Linked DNA regions of Oncorhynchus mykiss: region 1 is linked to region 2. The links are chromatin contacts, called in public Hi-C maps. All regions are on one chromosome and are shown on one strand. Each heading gives the region's core, a stretch centred on a gene start, on an enhancer-like site or on the middle of the called end of the contact. The rest is flanking DNA. Distances are from core to core; before and after follow the strand shown. Region 1 holds the start of slc66a2 (solute carrier family 66 member 2). Region 2 holds the start of LOC110488200 (RNA polymerase II subunit A C-terminal domain phosphatase).

Evidence for each region. Hi-C and Micro-C count contacts between places; a contact is called where the count stands out from the background.
Region 1: a contact with region 2 is called in a Hi-C map of liver, with 3 times the contacts expected there. The contact joins the promoter of slc66a2 here to the promoter of LOC110488200 in region 2. A contact is called at or near these places in 2 of 3 Hi-C or Micro-C datasets (blood and liver).

The regions. Positions count from the first base shown.
Region 1 is chr32:28,081,369-28,084,415 of USDA_OmykA_1.1, reverse strand. It overlaps slc66a2 (solute carrier family 66 member 2), which reads left to right and starts at 1,453. Exons shown (of 5, transcript XM_021560319.2): 1 at 1,453-2,461; 2 at 2,752-2,885. The coding sequence starts at 2,259. It overlaps LOC110488207 (heat shock factor-binding protein 1-like protein 1), which reads right to left and starts at 1,061. Exons shown (of 4, transcript XM_021560322.2): 1 at 911-1,061; 2 at 497-632; 3 at 342-408; 4 at 1-35. The coding sequence starts at 541. LOC118946452 (thioredoxin-like protein 4A) reads left to right here. Exons shown (of 4, transcript XM_036970611.1): 4 at 1-120. It also overlaps a transcript of txn4a not described here.
Region 2 is chr32:27,870,837-27,874,110 of USDA_OmykA_1.1, reverse strand. LOC110488200 (RNA polymerase II subunit A C-terminal domain phosphatase) reads right to left here and starts at 1,948. Exons shown (of 13, transcript XM_021560310.2): 1 at 1,407-1,948; 2 at 193-276; 3 at 1-41. The coding sequence starts at 1,708. LOC110488201 reads left to right here and starts at 2,718. Exons shown (of 15, transcript XM_021560313.2): 1 at 2,718-2,914. The coding sequence starts at 2,891.

The sequences.
Region 1 (3,047 bases), core at 204-2,703, 210 kb before region 2:
CTCCAGGTCATCAATTCGAGTCCCCATGTCATCCAGTGGGTTGGTTAAGGGCAGTCTTGAAATATATGTAGTTATACACTGTGTCTAGGTTGTACATTAAACATTTATTTATAGAGCAAATAAATTAAATTCATATTTTATTCTCAAATCCACTAGATTAGGACTTTCATATAAAGCCTTTTTAATCTGATTAAAAAAATAGCTGCAATTTTGAGATTTGGTCTGGCTTGAATACGTGATTTCTGTTTATAATCTCAACTGGTAGCTATTAGATACCGTTCTTCAATAGCAGCTTCAATTCAATAAAACGGTTGCTAATAGTAGGGTGTGATAAAGGATATTTTTTGAAACAATCTGGTCAGACATGCTTTGAAATTTACTGTGAAGATTCTGCATAGTCGCTTCCATCTGTGGGAGAGACAACACAAACGATTATTTCTCAGATACCAATGTTACCATCAGCGTAAGAAAAAAGCTATACAGAAAATAAACGTACAATTTCTGTCAATTCTTTTGCAGCTTTTGAGTTGGATTCCGTCATCCTGATTCAGCTGTCGTTTCAAAATCAATGGGATTTGTCTTTGAAGCTGTGCGTCCCTGACGCTGCGGGTCGTTCTTGGCAACAGTTTCAACTGAAATGCAAAAGTGGGTGTGAAACAATACTTTCGGAGAACTTTACTAAAGAGTGTGTGTAGCCTCCATAAAAACTATAGTGTATACCTTTTTCATAAATCATTAAGTAGGCTAACAATCAGATCAATCAGATGTTTTTAGACGAAAGACATGTATAATTTAGACACTTTTAAGGCATTGTGTAATCCTAATAGGCGTGGTTAAATAGCACCGAATGGTAGTCAAATTTAAACTAAGTTTTATAAGAATGGACTACAGAACGGTAGGCTGAACTTACTGTTTCACGACATGTCTGCTACTGTTTGTATAATTTAAAACTCCAATTAGTTTCTGTTGCTGAATTTTCTGACTTTTCCCGAGATGTTCTAGCTTTGAGCTGTAGGCGTTTCCCTCATTGACACCTAGTTAACCCATGATGCACCTTTCTGTGTTGAACTGAACTCAATGGGTATCAGATCCTTTGGGACTCTCCATGCCATTTCTTTATGTAAGAGACCATCCATTTGGAACGTTGTTTTCTGACAAACAGATTACAGTCATCACGATTATGTAACCTCGGCAAAATGTTTTAATCCGGACTCACTGCAATCATCCCTTATTCTCAGAATGTCAACTGTTCATCATGATAATGATGGAATAAAATAAAAATACAAAAACACATATATAGGCCTATGTTCAATGTCTCAAAATAGAACAAGTACAATAGGATATACATAAATACACTAAGTGGTTGATGCCCCCTTTAAACCTGATTCTGTCTAGGACCATGCAGCCAAACTCAGATGTTGCCAAAGCAGGGAGCGACGATTTTGACGTAGAAGGAAGTGCTGCTCTAGCTTTCTGTTTGTGTGGCGGGGAGAGAGCAGTGGACGTAGGCTTTTTTGCACTTTCCGGTAAATTCACGCTCTTTCGATTTTTGCTGGAATTATATTTTTCAGACAAACGGGATTTGTTTTGTAAATGACAATCATGTGACGCACAGATTTATGCTGCTGTCCAGTTGTAACTACAAACCCATCCGGAAGACTGGGGATTTGAGTCGCTTCGATTAGACTGGGGACAACTGGAAAGCACATTTCGTGGGTTGACTATTTTAGTTTTCTTTACAAATCGCGAAAAATTCAGTAAATTGAAACTGTTATTGAATAATATTGCATTAATTTGATTGGTCGACCGACGAGCTAGATTTATCTGGCGGACTGTTGATGTTCTCAATTGTAGCCTAACATTCAACTTGTTACATTGTACATCTCATATAGTTACAGTAGTATGAAACAGAGGCGCCGCAACTCGGGATTTCTGCTAAGGTAGAACCTCTGGAGTCTACTGTAAACAGTTCAATAGAACATCATTGATGGACATAGTTATTTCTGCTTTACATCCGGTTTGAAAGAAGGAACTTTTTTTCTATGGCAGGAACACATAATTCTGTCCCCTTCATTGGTTATTGATCCAATAGTTGACTGTCAATAAGCATACGAAGGCACTGGTCTATTCCCATTCTCTGACTAGGCTGCACCACATTATTGAAAGGCAAGTGCAGCTCACTAGAACTTTGCGCAGCCCCTTTGGGACTTCCCATGATTTGCTGTGTGCCCTGGTAGACTAGATAACCGATAGAGAACATGGAAGATGAGATGTTTGAGCAGCTCATGTATGTCCTGAACCAACTGGTGGCATGGATCGCTGCGGGGGCTATGGTGTTTGGTGGAGTGGTGCCTTACATCCCCCAGTACAGGGACATCAGACGGACACAGAATGCAGAGGGATTCTCCACCTATGTCTGCCTAGTCCTACTGGTGGCCAACATTCTACGTATACTGTTCAGGTAAGTTTTGCCATAGGTGCAGTAATCTTGAGGTTTCAGGTTATTTAAATGTGCATTGATGCATGTGAAGGCTGTAGCCTAAGTGCATTTGAAGAACAAACAGACTTCAACTATTTGGCCCTTCAGATTTTACAGTGTTTGAAAATGATACTGCCTCTCACGGGAATCCTTGTATTGGTTTGCATAGCACAGTTTTTGTTTGGTTCCAACAGAAGCCTATTGTCTCCATGCAGAATAGTATTGCCACCCTGGAGCCTGTGCCCTGACTACTCCCTGTCTCCTCTTTCCAGGTTTGGGCGCTACTTTGAGACGCCACTCCTGTGGCAGAGCATTGTCATGATAGCCACCATGTTGATCATGCTCAACCTGTGTACCAACGTCCGCGTAGCCACCGAACTCCAGACTAAGCGACGTTCCTTCACAGGTCAGTATCCTCCTCCCTGGCCTGTCCCTACTCTTTATAGCTTTATAATCAGTTTATAACCTCTTGTTCACATCATGGTGTGAACTACTGATAGTGCTTGGTTGTATCACCAACCTCTGGAGTGTGTGTGTGTTACACATTCCTTAGTTGCCCAATTGTCCT
Region 2 (3,274 bases), core at 699-3,198:
TGGAGATGTGAGCCTGCTGCCTCCCATTATTACTCTGCATCCTGAAAAAGAGAGAGAGAATCCACTTCGTAATGCAGCCGCATAAGAGGTCATGTACAGCTAAGAAGCAGGCCTATTTTTTTTTTTTAAGTGTGAATATGCCAATTGAAATTCTAGCATGGAATACATGTGTGTGTGTGGGTGTGTACTTACTGTGTGAGGTCCTGACCACATTCAGCACACAGCCCCTTCATCACGACTGGATGACTGCATTCTTCTACTCTGACAATCACAGCACTGGAAGAGAAGTGGCACTTGAGACCGCAGCATAACGAGTGTCCCCCTTAAAAAGGGCTTTACAATGCAGGTGCCGGATAGAATGGCCACTGTCTCTCCAACATGTGTACATCCATATTTAAACAAACACGTTAATAAACAACTTCCCCTCACACTTCCCCATCATACTACATTAGTGCCTCCATATTGAAAAGCACCAGGGCATAAGCCGTCAGCAGTTTCTGAACAACAAATTGACAACTGAATCGTCACGTTCAAACTTTAAAAACAGAAACAAGGGGTGTCTTCTTCAGCTCTAAGATAATATTTGGCCATTTTCAGTCAGGGGCACAACTTTGGTTTTATAAGTGTGGAGGGGGGGGGCATCGTTTTTATTTTTTATATCCAGTCAGTTTAAACACTCAAACAGCCTACCCAACAGCTAGGTGGCATCTGCATGGTCCTAAAGCAAACCGTTGCCTCGTTTTGTATCACGTTTCAATTATAAAACTGGGGGGATAAAGATGCCATTTCCAGTGAAAGTCCACTCCTGTTTTCAATAGTACAGGAATGATGTCATGCGAACAATGTGTCATATTCACAATGTGTTGTTATCGGTTATATAATTGACGGTCTGGCTTGTTACCCAAATTCATAACACCAAAATGCTTTCTGAAGCACAAAGTTCTCTGAATTCTGGTTCCATCAAAAACTGGACCAAAAGTGCTCGAGCGTGCAAATTCGACGACTCGATACCAATGTGGATGATGTAATGTGCATACTACAATATGGAGCAAGTTCGTTTGGCGTGTGACCCGGGCGGTTGAATATTTGACTTAAGGACCAATCGAATGGTCTACTATTAAACACCGCACTACGAAGGCACCGGGACATGCAAAACGAACTCGCCCCATTGACATGATTATTTCAGCTGTTTTGGAGTTCGACGCTCCTACACAGGCACTGAGTTAGGATAGATAGCTACCATTACCACCCATCAGCTAGGCTAGTTAGTAATGCTACTGCGAATGTGGTCTATGAGCAACATCATGCGTTAGCAAACACAGTTAACTACACACGAGCACAATATAAAAACATTGCTGACATAGGCAATATGAGCTAAATTAACGTTAGCTAGCTAGCATACCCACCCAGGCGATATGACTTGTCCAAGTAGGCAACATAGGTCCTTCACCACTCCAGCTCGATCCGATTTCAGTTTCTTCTCTGGCAGCCTTTTGGGCTGTTCTGGCGGCTGAGACCCGGGCTCTTTCTCCAGCGGGATGGGAACACATAACCCCAACACCGAGTCCACATTGACGAGGGACCCTGGTTTGACTTTCCATTCCAGCAGCCGCATAGGACGCGCTGCCATTGGGCAGCGGATCTCTGCTACTTGCGCGGTGGGGCCCTGTGCTGACCCACCACGGACGGAGTCAGCGGGCTCCTCCATCGGTTTCGCGCTTCAAAACCCTTTAAACTATAAGCACAGGTCAAGCAAATATATGTATCCAAATCATGTGGAATTCGGTTTATCATAAATGATTGAAACTGCGCTAATAATAATTTTAAAAAGCAACGTGCGTTTTGAAAACAGACCGATGGTCCAGATTCTTTCGCTCTTCCCGCCAGTAAACAGGAAACACAAGACCTCAGCGACGACAGTCCGGCAGCTTCCGGTGGCTCTGATGACAGAGGACCTCTCTACTTTTAAGTCACTTAAAATACTTTGATAATGGAACACTTGGCATCCATTTGTGTTGAAATAAACGTGCCAGTTTGAGGTTCATGCATAGCATGTCAAAGAGAAGTCGAGAGTATCATGTAAACAAGATGCTAAAAAAATCAAATGGAAGATGCAACATCATGTTGTTCTGTTTTCCACTCACATTGTTTTCTTCCCCTTCAAAGCTCTGGGGATATCCCTTGATATGCTCTACCTGATATGATGTAAGATGATGTAACATATAAATCATGCATCTGCTCCTCCTGATTAGTAGAGTTGCTACCACTGACCTAAAGTCACACTAATAAGGGGCTGATCACAGTGATTCCCACGTTGATGTTAATGTAAACAGTTATAATACATATTATTCAGGCTATGCCTGTATTTTGCCGTTATCATCGAAAACAACATTGTTTAAATTCTACAGACCATATGCATACCATCTAATACCGTAAACCTGACTGTAAACAAGGTTGTGCAGAGATTGCACACTTGAATCGTTTCTGATACATGTTATGTAATTAGCCACATAAATGAATATTTTTTTACAACGTCCATTTCTGATTCAACCACAAAAATACATGCATTATTCTGTACATTTGTGATTTAAACTCAAAAAGTCATTTTAAAGTATGCTTGGGTTGATTCATTTTGATGCGAGTCAAGTGAAGAATCTTTTCACTGGAGAATCTTCGGTCACATTCGGACCATTTGTCACGTGATCAATTTCGTGCGCAATGTGTCCTTAAATCATTTGTAGCCAGTTCGGGAAATCAAGTACGATCTGAAACGGGAGGAGGCAGTTACAATCGAATAGAGGCTATACTTTTTTTTTTTTTTTTTTTACAATTACATTTTTAAAAACTACATATTAGTGAAAAGAGAGCACAGTGAGTGTATAGGCTGAACATGGCGTGGGAGACCTTCAAAGCAGTGAGTTGAACTGGTTTTTAAAAATGTTATCTTTTCCTTGCTTGGTAACGTTAGGCTAACTAGTTATACTATAGTAACATAAATAGCTACACCAAATTAAAATATGCCTGTACATACCTTCTAAATCAACACCTGACATTTAACAGTTTATGCATGTATGGATTAAATGTCATAAATGACTAGGTTAAATGTATGTGTGCGCTTTGTATGTTAACGTTGCACAGTATATTGCTAACGTTACACTTTTATTTACATATACCACTAGCAAGGGTTGGTCTAGTTCCAATAACTAACGTTACTCTCTAACACACAGGAAATGCGCTTGGACATTTGATGCAATGTAGAACCTAAAGCAATGCA